Regions from separate parts of the Sus scrofa genome. Here all the other regions are linked to region 1. Evidence: chromatin contacts called from public HiChIP or PLAC-seq data. All regions are on one chromosome and are shown on one strand. The core of a region is the stretch at or near the end of the contact, and the rest is flanking DNA. Distances in the headings are between cores, read along the strand shown. Region 1 has its middle 170 kb from the start of TMCO5A. Region 2 has its middle 110 kb from the start of TMCO5A. Region 3 overlaps LOC106506784 (basic salivary proline-rich protein 2-like).

What was found. HiChIP or PLAC-seq counts read pairs in DNA pulled down with a chosen protein or histone mark.
Region 2: an H3K27ac HiChIP or PLAC-seq map of alveolar macrophages shows a contact between it and region 1. The contact joins two enhancer-like sites. A contact is called at or near these places in 1 of 5 promoter capture datasets (liver), 3 of 47 Hi-C or Micro-C datasets (blood, embryonic fibroblasts and skeletal muscle) and 1 of 2 datasets of contacts at active chromatin or transcription factors (alveolar macrophages).
Region 3: a contact with region 1 is called in an H3K27ac HiChIP or PLAC-seq map of alveolar macrophages. The contact joins two enhancer-like sites. A contact is called at or near these places in 1 of 5 promoter capture datasets (liver), 2 of 47 Hi-C or Micro-C datasets (heart right ventricle and skeletal muscle) and 1 of 2 datasets of contacts at active chromatin or transcription factors (alveolar macrophages).

Annotation. Positions count from the first base shown.
Region 1 is chr1:133,206,894-133,211,341 of Sscrofa11.1, reverse strand. No RefSeq gene overlaps it. Among named protein-coding and RNA genes, the nearest start is that of TMCO5A, 170 kb to the left of the region's middle. Within about 2 kb of position 2,976, at least 17 of the 83 cell types and tissues checked have an H3K27ac peak or open chromatin away from gene starts, as enhancers often do. A contact at or near this core is called in alveolar macrophages, where this site is marked.
Region 2 is chr1:133,271,495-133,276,163 of Sscrofa11.1, reverse strand. No RefSeq gene overlaps it. Among named protein-coding and RNA genes, the nearest start is that of TMCO5A, 110 kb to the left of the region's middle. Within about 2 kb of position 2,368, at least 20 of the 83 cell types and tissues checked have an H3K27ac peak or open chromatin away from gene starts, as enhancers often do. A contact at or near this core is called in alveolar macrophages, where this site is marked.
Region 3 is chr1:133,117,766-133,122,653 of Sscrofa11.1, reverse strand. All of the region lies in intron 2 of LOC106506784 (basic salivary proline-rich protein 2-like), which reads right to left. Among named protein-coding and RNA genes, the nearest start is that of SPRED1, 100 kb to the right of the region's middle. Within about 2 kb of position 3,158, at least 27 of the 83 cell types and tissues checked have an H3K27ac peak or open chromatin away from gene starts, as enhancers often do. A contact at or near this core is called in alveolar macrophages, where this site is marked.

The DNA of each region.
Region 1 (4,448 bases), core at 1,727-4,226:
CCATCATGTTCCATCACAAGTGATTAGATATAGTTCCCTATGCTATACAGCAAGTTCTCATTGCTTATCCACTCCAAATGCAATAATTTGCATCTATTAACCCCAAACTCCCAGTCCATCCCACTCCCTCCCTCTTCCTCTTGGTAACCACAAGTCTGCTCTCCAAGTCCCTGAGTTTCTTTTCTGTGGAAAGGTTCATTTGTGCTATATATTAGATTCCACTCTGTTCTGTATATAGCAGTGTGTATATATCAATCCCAACCCCTAATTTATCCCCCCTACATCCCACGTTTCCCCTTTGGTAAACATAAGTTTGGCTTCAAAATCTTTGAGTCTGTTTTGTTTCATAGGTTCTATTGTATCATTTCTGTTAATTCTTTTAATCAAAAGTAATATATTAACTCTGACAGTTATCCCTCTGACTAGTCCCCTCATCCTCAAGGATGAATGCCTGGGTTTGGATAGAGACATCAGAAAAGGCAAGGAAGGGAAAATGTTCTGTTGGTGACTAGATCCAATGCTCAGCTTAACTTGCTTAAACCCCAGGATAATAGTGTTTTGTTGTCTTCATTTATTGTTTTCAATTAGCTGATGGCTCTTGATTGGAAGAGAATCCCTAGTCTATCTGTAAGTTCTAGTACAAGGAAAATAAAAACAGAAAAATCAGCACCTAACTTTCTGATGGAAAGAATCCATGTTATCTCTGGAAATTTCTCAATGACTAGGAAAATGAATAAACTTAGGCAAGACAGCTCATGAAATTATCCATCCCTGCCTGCATCATCCTGCAGTCATATGACAATGTCCCAAGTGATGGTGACTGTATAATACTCATATGAAACTTCATTCTCACAGGAGAGAAGAAATCAAGTCATTATACTATCACTGTTTCCTAATAAAGATTTCATAGCCTGAGATGGTGAAAGAATAGAGGACATTTTTGGCATTCCCATCATGGCACAGTGGAAACAAATCCAACTAGGAATCATGAGGTTTCAGGTTCAATCCCTGGCCTCCCTCAGTGGATTAAGGATCTGGCATTGCCATGAGCTGTGGTGTAGGTCACAGATGTGGCTCAGATCTGGCGTGGCTATGGCTGTGGCGTAGGCCGGCGGCTGCAGCACCAATTGGACCCCTAGCCTGGGAACCTCCAGGTGCCGAGTGTGAGGGCCTAAAAAGACAAAAGACAAAAAAAAAAAAAAGAATAGGGGACATTTTTAATTGTTCCTTTAAATATACATAGATGTGTACAAATACACAAGAATGTTAAACATATTATTTTAACACTATATTAATATTATCCTATTATTTCTAATTAAAATAACTGAAATTTTCTTCTTGAAAAGTGAAAATTACACATTCCCAGTAATGTGTTCCACAGACTAACTGGCAAATTTATCCAGTTATCCTAATTGCTATTTTTTCTAGAAAAAAATAGAAATTACCGTAGACTATCCCCCCTTCAGTCAATTACAATATAGATAATGACAGACACATTTTCACACATTTAGTTATTAACTTTATTTAAAACTACATTATAAATACCATTAGCCTTCTTTGATGGCCATTGAAAAGTCAGAGAACCCCAAGTAATGGTGTTCTGGAAAATTCCATGAGAGGAAGGAAAGGTGAAGATGTAGAGGTGAACCTTCTAGACCAACCACACCAGCAACCAGGGAGTTGATGGGGGGGTTCGGCCCTCCCCATTCCCCACAACAAACCAATTCACCTTTTAAGTTTTCATTTAGTCTTTACTATTATTCTCCTAATATGAATACTATTCTCTATCAATGAATCCTTATCAGGCAGATAAAATGAACTGAATTCAGAGAACAATCAAATGAAAACACGTCTCCCTCCAGCAAAAGTGTTGACAACACATTCCTTTAAGACTAAAATTAAATAGCCTCTTGTGACTTTTTTCTCCCATAACAGCAAACACTGGGTCTGTCTCAAACCTTCCCTGACTGCCCGACATATTCATACCAGCTCAGAGGCCTCCAAGAGGAAAGTAACAAGCAGAATTAAAAAGGAACAAATGATTCACAGCCCCAGTGCTTTGTTTCTAGGAGCAACTGGTGTCCACTTCCAGAATTTCTGAGGCTGGAAATGATGGGGGAACTATGTGGTCCAGAAAAAAAGATTATGTGGACTTGAATGGCTTGTCATCATTAAATTTCCCTACGGGGCCAACATACTGCCTCTTTGCAGTTTACCAGATTTTACCTAACCTCATCCACATTTAAAAGTCTATGGAAAAACAGGAGGGCCTTTCAGGGAGAGATTCATTCATGTTTGGATTCAAGCAGACTGAGGAACCTTTAATAGCACTGTCATTATCCTGCAGGGCACACCACAGAGCAGCCATCAAGCTCTCCCTCAGTGGACACAAATTTCCTCTGGAATTTACAGAGCAGAAACCTTAAACACACATCGCTATAAGAACCAGATTACATAATGTCTCCATCACCCTCCTGACAGCTACAATTATGAGTCAATCTCTGGTTTAACTATGAAACCGGAAGCTCCGTGTTTCCCCTCTGACTATGTGGCAGGCTAAGTGGAGCTCTCCGGGCCTGTCAGTTTAAAGATCTGAGCTGCTCCCACAGTCACTAATTTAGCATGAGACCAAATGATGGGGTAATTAAAAGCAGCACTACAGAGCCCCACTCCAGGACCAGATGTTCTCCTTGTTTAACCATTGCCCACATAAGGAACAGAAATAGTGCCCCCTCCTTTAATTTCTCCTAAAAAAAAAAAAAAAAAAAAAAAAAAAAAAAAAAACCTCCCCAGCTAATTTCCGGCTTCTGATCTTTCCATCCCACAAAATAAAATAAAAATAAAAACCCCGTTACCAAAAGATGACATGTTATTGAACACATGCCTGTAAGTTGTAATATGCCCTGTAGTCTCCTCTTTGTATGCCTTGAAGCTTCCAGCTTAGAAGACTGAAGTTGCCCTGGCAACCTCACAGGACCAACAGCTCTAGAGAGCCCCACCTAGCTGCAAGGACTTAAATTTGAGTCAACACAGGACACCCTAGCACTTAGTAGCCCAGAGACTAGTGGATAGCATTGCTTTTTGGATTTTTAGGAGCCAAAGACTGGCTGAATGAGGCATCCCCTCCCCTTTTATTGCCAAAATAAAAAAAAAGGAAGGGAGGACAAATAAGTCTCTACCCTAACTTCCAGGGCACTCTCACTAAGAGCATAGGCCATCTGATAAATGAGAGGATTTTTCTTCATTTTTTCCTGGGCTACTGGACAAACAGCAAGACAGAAAAAAAAAAAGGGTAGTTAAATTAATAATTTAATTTTTTTTTTGTCTTTTTTGGGGCTGCACTCGCAGCATATGGAGGTTCCCAGGGTAGGGGTCTAATCGGAGCTATAGCCACCAGCCTACGCCAGAGCCACAGCAACGCCAGATCCAAGCTGCATCTGCGATCTACACCACAGGTCACGGCAACGCCGGATCCTTAACTCAGTGAGCAAGGCCAGGGATTGAACCCACAACCTCATGGGTCCTAGTCAGATTTGTTAACCACTGAGCCATGATGGAAACTCCCCTTAAATTTTTCAAAAATGGAAAAGCAGTATGTGCTGTGGCTACTCCAATATTGCCAAATTAGATGAACTAGCTTTCATATGTCCTTGTGATCTGGGGTCTGGTCACTGTCTAAAGTGAAGGCTTCCTTAACCTTAAAACACCAGGGACATTATGGACTATCTTGCACATCCAGAGAATTTGAGTGATTCTCTGGATGTGCAAGATACAATTGATTACACAATTGTAATTCCAGAGCCTATGATCACAAACAAGTCACTTTTACCTCTTTGAAGTAATTTCTTAATCTTCAGTAGGGAGTGATATTTTTGATAATGATACTTTCTTCTCTTCAGGTGCTTGTCTCTGCAATCTTCAAACTCACTAACAATTCTAGGCATGCGACAGTTCCAGGTTTTTTTTTTTTTTTTTTTTTTTTTTTTGCCTTTTTGTCTTTTGTTGTTGTTGCTATTTCTTGGGCCGCTCCCGCGGCATATGGAGATTCCCAGGCTAGGGGTCCAATCGGAGCTGTAGCCACCAGCCTACGCCAGAGCCACAGCAACGCGGGATCCGAGCCGTGTCTGCAACCTACACCACAGCTCACGGCAACGCCGGATCGTTAACCCACTGAACAAGGGCAGGGACCGAACCCGCAACCTCATGGTTCCTAGTCGGATTCGTTAACCACTGTGCCATGACGGGAACTCCAGTTCCAGGTTTTTAAAATAAGAGGTATTGCCAAATCCCAAGTATTTCCAAATAAGTAAATCCTTTAAAAATAAATAAATCTAAATATATGAGACATGATTATTCATATGGACTTTTTGACTCAATGTAATCAGACAAGAAACTTCCATTCTGCCCTTCAGTGACCCATTTGGATCATTAATTATTTGCTATAGTTA
Region 2 (4,669 bases), core at 1,119-3,618, 65 kb before region 1:
TGAAATTCACAGTGAAGCCATCAGGTCCAGGGCTTTCCTTTTGGGGGAGATTTTATTACTGATTCCATCTCCTGACTTGTTATAGATCTATTCTATAGAATAGGTTTTCTAGGTTTTCATGATCAAGTCTGGACAGGTTTTATGTTTCTAGGATTTGCCCATTTTATCTAAGTTATCCAATTTTTTGCATACAATTGTTCTCAGTATTCTCTTACTAATTTTTGTAGCATCAGTAGTAATGCCAGTAGTTATTTGATTTCTTTCAGTCATCTAACTAAAAGTTTGTCAATTATGTCGCCTTTCTAAAGAACTAACTTGATTTCGTTGATCTTCTCTATTTTTCTATCCTCTATTTACCTATGTTATAATCCTAATCTAATCCTAAATCTGCACTTAATATATTAGCTGGCCCACTCAGATTCTTGTCACACTTAAGTTTGATAAATGGTCTTCTATAGATGAATGTTTGACCACATGCCCCTTGAAACTCCCTACAGATTGGCATCAGCCCATATTCAGCCACAAGACCCTCCTTCAATGTGAAATCCCAAATACATTAATGCCTACAGCTGCAGGAGCCAGGCCAGTTATGGGAAGGAAAATAGAGATATATAAAGGCATTAGTGAGTGGTGGGTGGCAAGGACAATTTTCCTATCAATTTAGTAGCTCATCAAAAAGAAGGATGTTAGTATATCCTGATTTTTTGTTGTTATCTGTCTGTTTGTTTGTTTTTGGCCACACCTGCAGCATATAGAACTTCCTGGGCAATAGATGGAATCATAGCCACAGCTATGACCTACACCCTCCAGCAACACCAGATCCTTAACCCACTGCCCCATAGCAGGAACTCCATCCTGCTTTGTTGTTCACTCTTCCAAATTTCTACAATCACAGCTTTCTGTTTTATTTTTTTTTTTTTTGTCTTTTTGCTATTTCTTTGGGCCGCTCCCGCGGCATATGGAGGTTCCCAGGCTAGGGGTCTAATCGGAGCTGTAGCCACTGGCCTACGCCAGAGCCACAGCAACGCAGTATCCGAGCCGCGTCTGCAACCTACACCACAGCTCACGGCAACGCCGGATCGTTAACCCACTGAGCAAGGGCAGGGACCGAACCCGCAACCTCATGGTTCCTAGTCGGATTCGTTAACCACTGCGCCACGACGGGAACTCCAGCTTTCTGTTTTAAATGTGGTAAAACTTCTCTTTGGCATTAGCAGACTACATGACGAATAAGACTGGAAGAGTGGCCTATTGGGAGTTAAATAGTGCCAGATCTTTATAAGTAGCACCTTTCCCTAGCTTCACCTGTTAGAGCCCAATCCCAATAAACACACACCAGCCCATTTGGAAATGAACTGACCCCTCAAGAAGAAGCAGGTTCACCCCTCTCCAGGAATCTTGGTGCCACACCACCAAAAAAAGCCACTATCGAGGTAAAAGACTTTGTCCTCTCTTTGCTAGCCACTTCCCTCCATGCTCTTAGGACTTAAAACCACAGTCAATAGAACTGGCCTATCTTGTTCTTTTCTTTCCTCTTCATTATCCTGAAAGAGTCTTGAGAGGCTCCACCTCACTTTCCCACCCCACAGGAAGCAAACCATGTGGTTTAGTAAAATGCTTTTGTACCCTACCAGCAGATTTTTACATCTCTTCTTTTCCTCTGATTCAGCCTGCAGCTCTTGGGTAATAAAGATCAGAAAGTTGCCTCAGAACAGATCCTGATGTTTATTACAGAGTCCATATTGGTAACATCCACTTTGGAGCCCAGTGGCTAACCCCAAACTTGGTATCTAATTTACACTCTGCCTGATACAAAGCTGTTCTGTGAATCTGCCACTGTCGTCTTCCTGCATATGTGGTTCAGTCATTTTGTACAAGCACAAGATCCTTGAGAGCCCAACACTGTATGACACTGCTGCAAAAAATATTTCTATCACTATGCTGCTCTGCGATGACTCAGAAAAGATGAAAACAGGCGAGAAGATACCAAAATCACGTTGCCAGAAGCACAGTGCTGGCCAGTTACACAAGCCAAAGAAAAGTCAGCATCCACTTTATCCACACGGTGGTGCTAGCTTCAAAAGAATTACCCAAAAAGGACATGAAAACAGTTCCACTTTCCTCTCTTTAATGAAAAAGCTGTGCACCAGGGTCGAAACCTCACTCGTGGAAGGGGACTATACATGAATTTTGCAAATAAGCATCTAAAATAGATGAGTTTGTCCTAATCCCCACCCTACTTCCCAAGGGGAATAAAAAGAACCAAATCACCATCTTTTTTTCCAACTCACTGATTCAATCTTTATCGACCCTGGGGCAAAAGAATGACTCATACTGGGATCTTGGATGTGTACAGTCCTGGCACAGAACCTTATTATTCCTGAGAGGGAGCTGGGGTAGCCTGGGGAGAGCTGGTCAGCTAGCCATGTAAGGCTTGTCATTGAGTTTGTGTAAGTTCTGTTGGCAGTCTGACAAGATGGGAACAGCAGACATTTCACTGGTGTCACTGAATTAAAACAAGGTGGGCTCAACGTGGGTGCCTTCCAGGCCAATGGGCAGAGAAGGCCAGAAAGTCACAAAAATATGCTCATAGGACCAAGTCTCCTCTATTTGTGGAAACTAAATCTTTCACTTAACTGTTTTAAGAGCTCGAGGTGGTAGTGGGGATCTCATTAAGCATGCCAAACAGCACTTAGGTAATGTAGGTCATGCCAAATGGAACCAGTGACCAGGTGTATAAACAAACAACTTTTTAAAACATGGTGCTTGTCAACACTGAAAGCACCCTCAACTTTAGAAAGGGAAAACTAACAAGAGTGGTTAATGGTCCTTTGTAAGTCTGCCCATACCTGACACTGACACTGATAATGATGAAGACCATGCACCACAGTGATGTAAGTTCAAACTGTTTTCAGACCTGGCCCTAGACTCTGGCAGCTTGCTGATATCTGTGACTTGGAAAAAAACACAAAGTACCACTTACCATTATACCTAAATATCTCCCTCTGGCCCACCATGGAAAATCTCCAATTTAGACGAGAGCCTCATGAATATTATCCCTATAGTTTTATCCCTAAAATATCTATCTTTGAGGTTACCTGGTGACCTAGTGGGTTAAGGATCTGGTGTTGTCACTGCTGTGACACAGATTCAATCCCTGGCCCAGGAACCTCTGCATGCCATAGGCATAGCCAAATATGTGTGTGTGTGTGTGTGTGTGTGTATGTATAAAAACACAGAAGGAAGGAAAGACCCTAGCAAAAATTCCCATTAGAATGAATGAGGTCAATATATTGCCTAATTTACCCTTGAAATAGCAAGGAATTGGATACTGAAAAGATGGCATATGAGACAACTAAGTGTTGACAAAGTCTGAGGAGTTCAGCAGTCACAGAATGACTTGGGTACAAGTAAGAATGAGTCTGGGAGGATCTTCCCATTTATCACAAATTGGACAAAGCAAAGACGACTCACAGGCTCAATCAAATTTGCAGTTGCATTTCATTTGGCTCAGTGTTTTTTCTTTATAATTTGCATTTGTTGTAAATAATTAAAATTCTGGAGATGCCATCTAAAATCCTAGATTTTGGACTTCTCTTTAAAAAATGAAAAGTTGTGTAACCAGTGGATAGAATTCTCAAGTGACAATAATTGCTCAAAGCTGAGAAATAACAGCTGAGTCAACAGAGTACATGGTCACTTGTTCACCATAATCCCCGTCACCCCAACTGTGTCATACCTGATCTGCTTTACTCATCTGTGCCATCACCAGGCCCCTTTAAGTCCTAATTGACCTTGATTCCTTAGGGTCACCTTAGAGAGAATCCTTAAAAGGAAGATGATAATGCCAACAGGGAGGGAAGGTACCAAAAGATAACTTTCTAGACAGAACAGGGTTATACCTGAAATAACTAAAGGAAACACCTAGCGAAAAGTTAACATAGCACATCTCATACTGGACTAAGTGGAAAGCAAGGGCTTTCAGGACTCAGAGCAGTGTGAGAAGAGACAAATGAAAAACCATATGATGTGATGAGAAAGTGTTCCTGAATCTCAGCTTTTGATTTATGAGGAGGCAAACCACAGACTTACCAACAAGTCATATGAACTTTAGAAATAGTCAGAGGCTCCCTGTGTGGCAAGAATGCAGTTTATGTGCTCACTCTCCCACAGCCCATGGATAAGGCATGATGGAACTGAACTGCAATAAAGGAGATTTAGCTGAGGCTAAACATCAGGAACAAATCACATTCTAGGATTATATATACATTAAACTCTGAGATAGCTGCACAGATTTATACATTATTTGTGCTTAAGCAATCTGTGACCTAGTCATAAAGGTGACTGAGTGATGATACGAAGAGATCACTGTCACCACTGTTACAAGTTCCCAGAAATGAGAAGCATGGCACACCACTCAGAGCCACATGGGGAAGCACCAGAGTCAAGAAGGAGACAAAAGCTGAACTAAGGGAAAAGCATGGCCTAGAGTCTTGAGGGTGTTTTCCATGGAAAAGGCAAGGCAGGGAAGAGAAAATGGTTTAAAATTGGGTAGTCTGTATCCCAGAGAATCAAGTATTCTTCAATATCCACAAATCAATCAGTGTGATACACCTCATTAACAAACTGAAGAATAAAAACCATATGATCTTCTCAATAGACACAGGAA
Region 3 (4,888 bases), core at 1,909-4,408, 89 kb after region 1:
CCAAACTAGGGAGGACATGCAGAGCTCATCCAAGGCAATTTAAGCACATAGGCCACAGACCATTTCTCAAGTCTAACATGAACCCTAGGGAATAAAAATATTTTTCTGACTTTAAGTATATATTCAGGCATGGTCTTTATCAGCTCAGAGGTTGAGCAGAGCTAACGTCAGGTTGTAAGGTTTCCATTTCTATAGTTCAGTGGTTCTCAAACAGAGGCAACTTTGTTCCCTAGGTGACATTCAGCAATGTCTGGAGGCATTTTTGATTGTCACAACTGGGGAGGACTTGGATGCTGGTAAACCTCCCAAAAAACAATTATTGTTCAATCCTTGATCAGGAAACTTCCATAGGTCACAGGGGCAGCCAAAAAACAATAGCAACAACAACAAAAAATCTTTTAGCTTTATGTTTGAAATTTTTAGTAATAAAATGTTGGGGGAAAATGCAACTTCACTCCTACTCTTTGTTTAGAAAGAAAAAGTAAGACTAAATCGTATGTATTTAAGTAGACTATAAAAAGAGTGTTCTGGCAAAGCTAATTTAACTTTTGCTTCAGGAACACAGATGCAATAGAGCCCTTAGAATGTACTCCATGGATCTGAATCATTGGCATCACCTGAGATCCTCTCAGAACTGTACAATCTCAGAATCCAAGATATTCTCAGTCAAATTTGGAGTTTAATAAGATCTCCAGGTGATTCATATGCTCATTAAAATTTAAGAAGGGAGTTCCCGCCCTGCCACAGTGGGTTGAGAATCCAACTGCAGCAGCTCCGGTCGCTGCATAAGTACAGGTTTGATCCCTGGCCTGATGCAGTAGATTCAAGGATCGGCTGTTGCTGCAGCTATAGCATAGGTCATATCAGAGCTGTGGTTCAGATTCAATCTCTGGCCCAGGAACTTCCATATGCTGCGAGTGCAGCCATAAAATAATTTTTTTTAAATATTTGAGAAGGAATGGAGTAATACTTTTTATTCATTCATAAATTTAAAAAATATATTTATTGAGTCCTGTTATTTTCCTGGACCTGTTTTAAGTGCTGGGGACAGAGAATGATTAAGATAAATTCTTACTTAAATTTTAGTGAAAGAGACAGCCAATAAATAAGAAAACAGTAGTTCAATAAAACAGGTAAAGGTAGTTAGAAAAACTAATCAGAAGCTATTTTAATTAGGGAATTCAATAAGTCCTGAGCAGAACCCTGAATAATGAGGTGGTAAGCAAAGTGGAGGTGAGGAGACAGGGGAACAGCAAGTATAAAAGCTCTGAGACAGGAGCCAGACTTTCTACCATTTCACTTGTCTGAAACAGAGAACCCATATCTCTAAGATAAAGCTATTGGACTAAAAGATCCCTGAAGTCTTTCTAATTCTCTAATTTCATGACTACTCTTAAGATGACTATCCGTGAGTATCCTAGGAAGAATAGAGAATTGTATTTTTGTTTGTTGGTTTGTTTGTTTGTTTGTTTTTATTTTGGCTGTGCCTCATGTGGCATGTGGAAGTTCCTGAACCAGGGACTGAACCCATACTATCACAGTGACTCAAGCCACTACTGTGGCAATGCCATATCCTTAACCCTCTACACCACAAGGGAACTCCCAAAAATTGTATTTTTAATGGAAGCAAACCCATGCTGCATTTTTAAGGTAGCAAGTGTTAAAATGGCCACATGTGGCATGGTTCTAATCAGTATTTAAGTTGCTCATCATTCAAAGATCTGTTCTCCTGGCATTTTCTCACTTCCTCATCCCTCAACCCATAAAGGCCAGACAAAGATAATTGATACCTATTGATCCTCAGCTAAGGGCTCAAGAAGCCCTTCTATCTAGGACTCATTCCCATCACGCTCTCTTCATCTTCCATTTATTACTTGACACCCCGAACAGTGGATTCCATCTTTCAAGGATGCCAACATCCCAGGATTTGAAGCCTGAGATGAAGTTCTGAAATTTAGCAAGTGGGGTGAGGAATATCTCAACCTAGCCCTATCAAACATCCCTCGAGTTTCCTTTGGAAATTATTCACACACGAAACAAGAGTAAACTGGGAAACAAGGTATCATATTATACACATCTCTTGGCAAGTCTCTGTTCAAGTAGATGGCTTGGGCCCAAAATCTGCATGGAGTTTTACCTTCCTTCCAACCCTAAATTCACACTTTACCAGCATCAAGCTCCCGAGGGGAAGTCAGTAGGTATCCTGCCAACTTCATCTCCAGCTATCCTCCTGCTACATTTGTGATCCAGATAACATTGCAAGGAGTTTAATTCCTCAAACCCACTCCACTCTTTCTTATGTCTAAGCCTTAAGATATGCTATTCCCTCTGCCTACAACAAACACCCTTTGCACCCACAACTCTCTTCAATTGGCTAAATGCTGCTTATCCTTTGGATCTCTGAGTCCTCCCCTAGGTAGCCTTGCACTTCTACTAGCAGAGCTTTTATCACATTACATTGTGATGATATATTTACTTGTCTGCAGTCCCCCAGGCTGTTAAGGAACAGGAGGAGTCAGATACATCCTGTTCAGCTTTGTTAACACAAAACTGTATCTATGATCCCTGGGACACAATAGGTGCATAATGATTATTTATTAAATGAATGAATGTAAATTCCATTTGTCTTTTTAATTTTTTTAACCTCGCTCACCATCTTCAGATCTGTATGCATTTCCACAAACTGTTCTAAACTTTTTGAGCAAGGAAATGCTTCAGAATTGAGAACTTGCTCCCCTGGCATCTTAATATCCAAAAAAGAATTTCTTTCAGGAGTCCCAGGAAGGGAATGATGTAAAAATACGGTAGAATTCTTAAAGAAAATCCAGGAATTCATGACTCCTGTGACAGCTGAAATAAATATACTGCCTTAGTCATCACTATTCTTTTAAACCAGTTTGAGGAAACATGTTTTGCTTTTTGTTTTAAACAGGAACAGATTGCTCAGGGTTTGGGGGAGCCAGACACGAAACAGAAAGCCCTTCCTCTTTCATTTTACAAGTCCTTGCTGTCTGCCCAGCGCTGATATATTTATTGAACTGCAGATTAAACAACCTTCTTTCTCCTCTCCAAATGGCCTGGTGTGGTGTTGGAGAGGGAAAGAAATCAGGAGCACGCCTCCAGCTGCCAGCCTTGGGAGCTTAGCACTGAAGGAGGAAGGCCAGGAATTCTGCTCATCCTGGACGCAGGAAACTCTGAACCCAAGTGGCCTGAGTCTAAACTTGGAGAGGGAATTAGAGTTGAAAATTAACCCTTCAGCTGCTGGACAAGCTCAGCAAGTTGGGCAATGATACTACTTAACAGATCAAAAGAGGAGCAAGTAACTGCTATCTGCTCCTAAAGTCCTTTTGGCATTTTCTCTCTGGCTCTGGACCAACCTGTTCTTTTTTCGTTTGGGGAAGTACATAGAGGGAAACCAACATTTACTGAGTTTTTTTTATGTGCCAGCGGGCACCATATGTAGTGATTTGCATGCACTGTCTTATTTAATCATCCATACCATCATGTGATTGTATTGATTTTTATCCTCATTTTATGAAGAAATTGATGCTCCTAGAAAGCAAGTAACTTAGCCACTTAATTAATAAACAATAAAACCGAGGTTCGGATCCAAATCTAATAAATTCAAACCCCAGTATTTTTTTCCTTCTGCACCTGGGAATTGGCACCTGAAATCTTAGAAATTTGTCCAAACTTTTGAAGAGAGCACAAAATTTTAAAAGGTTCTGCACAGCTCATATCATCACAGTAACCATTCTGCAGGTGAACTATAGTTGATCATAGACAGAATATTGTTTCCAACTATAATGGTAAGACTTTTCTGAAAGAGCATTTTGACAAAGATTAACTATTTATCCAGTTAACCCAGATTCCCTTTACAATTGAGGATGATTATGACATCCATAAATTAAGTATTTCCGTGTTAAATAACAGCCCTAAGCACTTAGAGTTTTCCTTAGCATTCTCTATCTATATTTTATAGCATCTCTCCAGGGATGTTATAATGATTTGTCTGTCTTTCCCACTGCAATATGAGCTCCTAAAGGGAAGGTAGAGAGAATGTGATTCATTTTTGTGTTGCTTAACCCAAGGCCTGGCAGTCATGGCCACTCATTAAATGTTTGTTGGATTGATCTGGCAGAGACCACGACTGTGAAAACAACTGGCTATAATGGAGTTTGATAAGAATTACCATTAAAATATGTTCAAGATGAGGTGTAAGCATTTAAAAACAATCAATTAATTCTGTCTAAAGGAAGGACTGTTGGGAAAATTGCACAATGTGATGAGTTCACCAGGTGAAGAAGGAATAGAAGAAAGGCATTTCAAAGAGAGAGAGGCTTAAGCAAAAGCAAGACAGCAGGAAACAGGGCAAGTAGTTGGAAGAGGGACCCGTGGATTTGTCTTCTTGAACTTTTGAGATAGGCAGAGGAAAAGGAACAAGAGTCAAAAGAGTTAAGAATTTTTGTCAACAATATCAAAGTGCACCTACTTCTTTCTTTACACTTTGTGCTTAGCCTATCATGGAAGGTATGGCTTTAGTCCAGAAGCTCTGAAGCTGGTGTGTGCTTATAAATAGGCCATCCTCTTAGAATGCTTACTCCTAATATCCCTTCTAGGATTTCAAGGGGAAGTGAGGTTGAGTGACTTAGAAGGGCAAAGATCATCAATACCAAAGAAGCCTTTTTGGAAGACAGAGAAAATTCCCTCCTCCTAAAAGTGAGAAATGAAGGGCTTCCCAGAGTATTTGCACATGGGAGCTCCGCAGCCAAGGGCAATAAAGGGAATTGACACTGAAATAATCACTTTCCCCTCCCACAGGCTAAGGAACCCTAGAGCAGTGGCTCTAAACTTGCCTACAACTTAAGGTCACTTTCAAGTACCCTGA